Regions from separate parts of the Mus musculus genome. Here region 2 is linked to region 1. The links are chromatin contacts, called in public promoter capture Hi-C maps. All regions are on one chromosome and are shown on one strand. The core of a region is the stretch at or near the end of the contact, and the rest is flanking DNA. Distances in the headings are between cores, read along the strand shown. Region 1 overlaps Crebrf (CREB3 regulatory factor). Region 2 has its middle 13 kb from the start of Atp6v0e.

Region 1 (3,358 bases), core at 714-3,213:
ATGCACTATGGCACCTACACACACACAATATACAAAGAGAGATAGATAAACGAAATAATATCTTTTAAAAATGGTGTAGAGTATATATTTTATTGTAAAGGATTTCACCTTGTTCTTGTTACTAACCTATCTTTAGAACAGAGTAAAGGGTCACATGCCACCAGCTGAGGCATTTTTAGTTGGTGCTTGCTCCACAGTAAACTAAGCAAAACATTACTGCTTACAGAGATTACACAACCCCAAACAGAAAGATGCAACCAAAAAAATCTTGTCTCCCTACCAGCACCCATAACCAGTGTTTTACACATCTTGTTCTACCCAGTCCAAAGCATAGGGACAGACTTCATTCCACTTTCTTAAGCAAGCCCCTTTCCCACCATATTTCAGTATGTTCCCTTAGCATCTACCTTTGCTAGTCTGCAGGTGGCAAGACTCGTTTATTCACTCAATGCTCATGGAACTCATTTGATGTTTCTAAGAATTGACTGCCTCAGCTGCACAGAATGACATGATGAGAGGAGCCTGGCACGAATAGCAAAACTGAGCTGGGTCAGCTCTTAGGATTCAGGGAGCCCAGCTTTGGGTCCACATTGCACTATTCTACCTAACTGGTTGAGTGGTCTAAAAGTCTTGCTCACTGTATGCCAAATTCATAGTCACAGCAATGTTTATTTCTTCATCCCACCCAAAACAGGTACTAGATTTACTTCTGTGTTCAATGCTCCCAAGGAGCATTTAGGAGCTGGCAGCTTTCTGACCCAATCTTTTCTACTAGCATGTCCTATAAATTTATTACCTTTCCGCTCCCAACTCACAGAGTGTGTCCAGCCACACACTGTTCAATATAAAGGCCATGGAACCAAGTAAAATGAAAACTGACATGCTTACTCACTGATCTAACATCCACAGCCACTCATTCTTCTCACAAAATTTGCCCAGAGGAACTCTTGTCTATAACAGAAGTCTAACCACCACCACTCAAAATGAATCTGTGGCCAAGTTAAGTTTTACAAAACCATGCTCCTCCATCCCTGGCTGGCCAAGCCACAGAGCACAGAAACATATTAACACACTCTGAAAGAGCCTGCTAGAGTGGTACACGCAGTTAATCCCAGTATTCAGGAGGCAAGAACAGGCAGATTTATTAGTTCAGGGCTAGCCTGGTCTACATAGTGAGTTCCAGGACCCAGGGCTACAGAGAGACCCTGTCTCAAAAAATAAAAATAAAAGCATGACTTTCAGAGGATCTGGGGAGGCTGCTTCATGGTGGAGTAGCTATGGCACACCACGTGGAAGGCTGAAGGCTCAATCCCCACCACTACAATGGGAGGGAAGAATGACTGAAAAATCCCAAGAGCAAATACATCTGTTCAACTCTAAATTCTGTTAAGGCAAGGATTCCATTAATTTACATATAATTAATACCTAATATATGCAATGCCTAACATAAAAGATACTAAAACATGTTTTGATAAATGATTTCTTGATTCTCTTCTTGACCCTGCTTCTCTTTTGTTGATATACTGCCATAATTATCTAACTCATTTCTTGTTGACATGATTAAATTAGGATAGGATAGGATATATAGTGTAGTTCACTATATATCCTGGCACTTGGGAAGTAGAGGTGAGAGGATCAGGAGTTCAAAGTCAACTGAAGGTATATATCAAATCTAGGCCAGCCTGAACTACAGTAGATCTCGTGCCTCAAAAAAACCAAACAATGACAACAAAAAGAAAGTAAGAATGCCATATTTACAAAACATCCAGCCACACAGCTATGGTCTGAACAGACTACAAGCAAAGTCAACTGTGAAAAACATTCATGAGAATTAAAAAATAACCTCTCATTTTTAAGGAAGTGAGTTCTTGTTCTTGAACCATGCAATCTAACAACCCGAACCAGTTGTAGCCAGTCTACAGAATAGGCTCTATTAGCACTCGGCAGTTGGTTCAGAAGAGAAACTGAAACTTGATTTTTGCACCTCTCCTGGAACTTTGCAAGATCATCAACTGCATAGCCATTTGCCAAGAAACAGAATTTCAGGAGCTGGTCATCACAAAAGGATCTTTGTAAACCACTCACTCAACCCCAGACTACTGCTCTGACAGGAGTATAACTAGCCTTATTTTATTGATTCAAAAAATGTCTTCCTATTTCTCAGCCACAATTTCCTTTTGCACCCCTCAAGTTGGTTTAAATCTTTCTTTCAAGAAAAGAAATAATTTGTATCCCCCCAAAAAATTTAAAGCCCAAATAAGTTCTACAAAATTGTGTTAATTTATGGTGCAAGTATGTCATTCACTAACATTTAGAATACTGCACAAGTAATCCTAACCCAAAGCTTCACTTCAAGTCAAGTGAAAGTGAATGAATTTAGATGGCATATTCATTCATTAAGACATTAAGCAGCATTATCACTTAGATCCAGGAAGAGCACCAGATTACACTAAATACCTTCTAATACATAAAGCCACTGCCTAGCTGCTCAAGGAGAAAACGCTATGGAAGAAAAGGAAAGAGGATATGGCTAGACAGACTTAAAAACGTGTAGTCGCTGTATAAATCAAAATTCTGAGAAGATGGAAATGGTGTCATGGAGACTGAGTTTTCTTGAATTCACCTATGTGATCTCAAAAAACTAAAAATGTAAATCAAATATGGTGGGCATCCCAGCATAATCTGTTAGAAGAATCTCTGGGTAATAAACTGGGAAAAGCTAGATGCCAGCTGTTTGAAGATGTGGATGGGAGCTACACATCCAGAGTCTAATAGTAAGGAAAACAGAAATGTATAAAGCAAAGGAGGACCTTTCTGATCTGCCCCTTACAATGGAAGTGGTGTCTAGACACAGTCTTCCATAAAGACCCTTATGGGGCAGGGCACACACCTGCTGATCCCTCAGATACTATGAATCCCAGAAAGGCCACAATCCAAGATAAGGAAGAATTTTTCCTGACCAGCAAGTTTGATCTTTGCTGGTAAGCAACTACAAGAGTGATGTGCTTTGTCTGACACAACGTTCAAAGGAGTCCAGCTTCACCTTTTGTTGAGACTTGTGGTGGTGCTAAAGGGAAGAGGAAGCCACACACTACTAAAAAGGATAAGTTGACTCTACTGAAATGAAAAGAAAAAAACCACACAAGACAAAAACAGTAACAACAAAAACTTGCCAACCCATACTCTTGTAAAACACAGGAAAAGCATTACTAGGCTGTGTGCTGAAATCTGGCAAGCAGACTAAAACTGACTAACAAAGTCTGCATCAGAACCATGAAGTATTCAACAACATGGCTAGAGACAGAGTTGGCAAAGAAACATAAAGATGTAAGTTCCAAGCAGCCTTGAACACTGGAAG
Region 2 (3,684 bases), core at 1,054-3,553, 90 kb after region 1:
CAACCACAAAATTACCCTGCGTCTGGGAGTGAAGACAGCAGTGGTGGGGGTTTGCTTACAACTCACAAGTCCTGGCACTGCAGAGGTCTACCATGGCAGCACACGCCTGTAAGTCCAGCAGCACTCAGGAAGATCATAAATCTGACGTCATCGTCAGCTACATGTTCTGTATTATTTAACCTGACTTTTAGTTTCTTCATATCTAAAAGAAAACACAACTCATATACATCTAGGTGATGTGTAAACATATATTGTAAAGTCCTTTATACCATACCTTTTATATTCATCTAGTTAATAAGATTTTTTTTTCCCTACTCAGATGTTGACAGAGCTCTGTTGGGGGCCAGGCTCTGGACTGAGCCCAGCCAGCAAACAAGATGGCTCTCTGGCACACAGAACTAAAGTGTGAGAGGCAGAAAAGAGTTAACGAGGAAATACACAAGTACCATTTCTGTTCAGAAAAGGAGATATGAGGAGTTGCTAAGCTGACACAAAGGCTTTTGTCACAATAGGACAATGAGTGTCGGGATTACAGGGAGATGATCCCACTCTGTGAGGGCTGAGTTGTCATGTCAAGTCTTGACATCTGGTGAGATATGTCACTTACTAAGATATAGAAGCTGAGAAGAAAATCAGATTTTAGAAGCAGCAGGAATGTTAGGACCAAGAGTGCTTTAGAAGTCTGAGCCCGTGTCTCAGCAGCAGGGCACAGTTACCAAACAGAAACCGCAACTTAAGCTAAATAGTGATGCCATGTCTCAAATTAAATCCAAAAACTGGGGCACTGCTACCACAGAGCACTTCTCTTAAGCCTGGAGAATAGAAGGCTATATATGTGTATAGATAGAAAAATAATAGATGGGACCCAGGCCTGGAACTCCAGGAGTCAGGGATCAGAGGAGAGAAATACCCAGAAAAGGAGTCTGAGACGTTGCCAGCAACTGTAAGCATAAGCATGCTTATATGGAGGTGGTGGTGCCACCTCCAATGAATGTGGCCACTGGATTTAGCCACACAGGTTACTGATAACCCCAGCCTAAGCAGCTGGGACAGGGATGAGACTGGAGAGCATCCACGAGTGAATGGGAACACAGGGTAGTCCTCTCTCTGTCTATCTCTCTTTGTGTCTGTCTGTCTTTTGAGACAATGTCTCCTTGCTGTCCTGGAACTTGCTCTGTAAACCAGGCTGGCCTGAGAGAGTCTCATGCTCCTATCTCCTGAGTGCCAGGAATTAAAGCATAGATCACTATGCTTGGCAGGTGGAGACGACTCTTTTGAGAAACCGGACTATGAAATGAGGAACAGAGCAGTAGCAGGAAGGATATGTGGAGAAAGAAGAGAATATGAATTTTCCAGCTTGTTTGCAAAGGAGAGCGATTTGCAAGGTTGCGGTGGCCTGAAGACTCTTGACGTTCTCCTTTATATAAGGCAAACATTTTCAGGTTCATATTGGTTTTTCAAGACAGGGCCTCTCTATATAGCTCTGACTATCCTGGAACTGGATCTGTGTAGACCAGGCCGGCCTCAAACTTAATTTGTATGCCTCCTCAGTGCTGGGATTAAAGGCCTATGTATAATGATGTGTATACGTCTGTATGTCACATGACTGCAGTGTCCATAGGGCCCAGGGCATGGAATCTCCCTGCAGCTGGAATTACAGGCAGTTGTACGCTGCCAGACATGGGCGCTGGGCGCTACACTCAGTTTCTCTGTAAGAGCAGTGCGCACTCGGAACTGCCCAGCCCGGCCTGCCTATCACTGGCCTCGCCACTCTTTCCACTTCACTCGTTATATTTTTTACTAATTTACCTCTCAACCATCAGATGTCCATCCAATACGCAAAGCCCCTCACTTTATCTCACTTCATTCCCTAAAACAATGGTCAGATCTGTACCTGGAGACAGTCTGCTTGTGATAAGGGCAAAGGGGACTCAATGCACTGTAGTGGCTCTGGTCTAGCTTGTCGGCAGTCACTCTGCCGCCTTGCTGAGGTCTCGGGGTATGTGACTCCTGCAGGATTTCATGATAACGAGGTGCATGAGCTATACGCCCTTGAGTAACTAGAACTCGAGGACCTTTGGATGTACCTGGTCCTTGCGAATGGGCATAGAGCAGACGCTCTACTTCTGCCGCAGTTTCTTGGACAGCCGGGAAGACAAGGTCTTTCAGAGCATGTAGGAGGGGGCATAGAGATGGTGTTTGAGGTTTATGCTGCGGTCCGAAGTCACCAAGGGATGGAACTGCCTACAATCTGGGTCCTGGCGGAACCACTACTACCCACCGGTTCCGGTTCCGGTGGCGTGCATTGCAGGCCCGGAAATGACATTTCTTGTAGCTCAAGCACAGAAGGGACGCGAGTCTGCGCTTCCTGCCTCAGGAAAGCAGAACAGCGCCCCCTGCGGCTGGAGTTGAGTCTCGGCATGTTCTCTCCGTGTAGCGGAGTAGGCAGGACCTCAGGCTGGAGCCCCTAATGGAACCGCTTTGTAGGGCCTGAAACAGAAGCTCATCGATGCTTCTCTGGCTTCAGTTTCTGGTTTTGTGTCGGGGACCGAACCCAGGGCTTTGGGACCCTTTCTAGCTTGGCTTGGTGTCTCATTCCTACTATTCCAGTACTGGGGAGGTGGAGAGCCCAGAGGATCAAAAGTTAAGAGCTGGCCTGGAGTGTATGAGACCCTTTCTCATAAATCAGCCAACCAACCAAGATATATCTGTTGGGTACTTCGACAGGCATTAGCCGGCTCGGATACCACTGAGGATGGACTCTGTCCAAATCTGCTTGGCCTCCCACCTCCTGCTTCCTTGATGACACACCCATTTTAAGATAGAGAAGCACTGCAAATTGCCCCTCTTTAAAATGTAAAATTTCAAAGGAAAGGGAGGATGCCCAGTAAACTAGGCTAAAAGCCCACCTTGCTTGCCATGACACCTCGGGCATTATTCCCAGAAGACAGCTCTTCCCTCACCCATTTACCCCACACCCGCACAAGCTGCTCTGAGACCTCCGTTGCCCAGCCTGCAACCTTTTCTTGGCCTTTTCTTACATCTCTCCTCCCGGCTGCCACAGCTGAGATTTACAGCCCACAAGATGGTTCTCAACTTCTTTTTGAGTCCATTTTAACAAAAATTATTTTTATCAAGACGAAGACCCACCTCCTATTTCCCAGCAACCCTTTTATCACTGAGCCACATGCAGCCCCAGTTCCTTGATGATGTCTTTTTAGTTTCTCTCCATTCCCAAACACCTCACCCCCAAACTTCACCCCCCCTTTCCCACCACAAAGGAGTCTGTAGAAATTACATGGGTTTCAAATGGAAAAAGAAAAAGAAAAAGAAAAAGAAAGAAAAATGAAAAAGGAAAGAAAAGGACATGACTGCTCCCAGGAACAGTGAAGGAGAAAGTTTATTGTAGATAAAAGGGAGACATAGCCAGAGGCGGACATAGCTGGAAGAGTCCAGGCTAGAACTGACCCTGAACCATGGGAAGATGGAAAGGGGAAGAGGAAGGGAGAGAGAGGAACCAAGTGCAGCAGTCGGGAGGCCAAAGGTACAAAAAGGAAGGGTGGGTAACCAGAATGTCTGGATTATATAGGGAAGAGTCTCTGGGGGGAAGCAGCACAGCTTGATTTCAGGGTAGAGGGCAGGGCTTGCCAGCCATACCATGTAAAGCATCCTGAGGGGTGCTGG

What was found. Capture Hi-C pulls out chosen DNA fragments and counts their contacts.
Region 2: a contact with region 1 is called in a promoter capture Hi-C map of adipose tissue. The contact joins two enhancer-like sites. A contact is called at or near these places in 1 of 15 datasets of contacts at CTCF or cohesin (the NIH/3T3 cell line), 2 of 484 Hi-C or Micro-C datasets (cerebellum and nephron progenitors), 3 of 115 datasets of contacts at active chromatin or transcription factors (CD8 T cells, PVALB interneurons and effector CD8 T cells) and 2 of 9 other capture datasets (adipose tissue and pancreatic islet).

What each region holds. Positions count from the first base shown.
Region 1 is chr17:26,752,261-26,755,618 of GRCm38.p6, reverse strand. All of the region lies in intron 4 of Crebrf (CREB3 regulatory factor), which reads right to left. Among named protein-coding and RNA genes, the nearest start is that of Bnip1, 27 kb to the left of the region's middle. Within about 2 kb of position 1,963, at least 69 of the 459 cell types and tissues checked have an H3K27ac peak or open chromatin away from gene starts, as enhancers often do. A contact at or near this core is called in CD8 T cells, adipose tissue and effector CD8 T cells, where this site is marked.
Region 2 is chr17:26,661,795-26,665,478 of GRCm38.p6, reverse strand. No RefSeq gene overlaps it. Among named protein-coding and RNA genes, the nearest start is that of Atp6v0e, 13 kb to the left of the region's middle. Within about 2 kb of position 2,303, at least 229 of the 459 cell types and tissues checked have an H3K27ac peak or open chromatin away from gene starts, as enhancers often do. A contact at or near this core is called in CD8 T cells, adipose tissue and effector CD8 T cells, where this site is marked.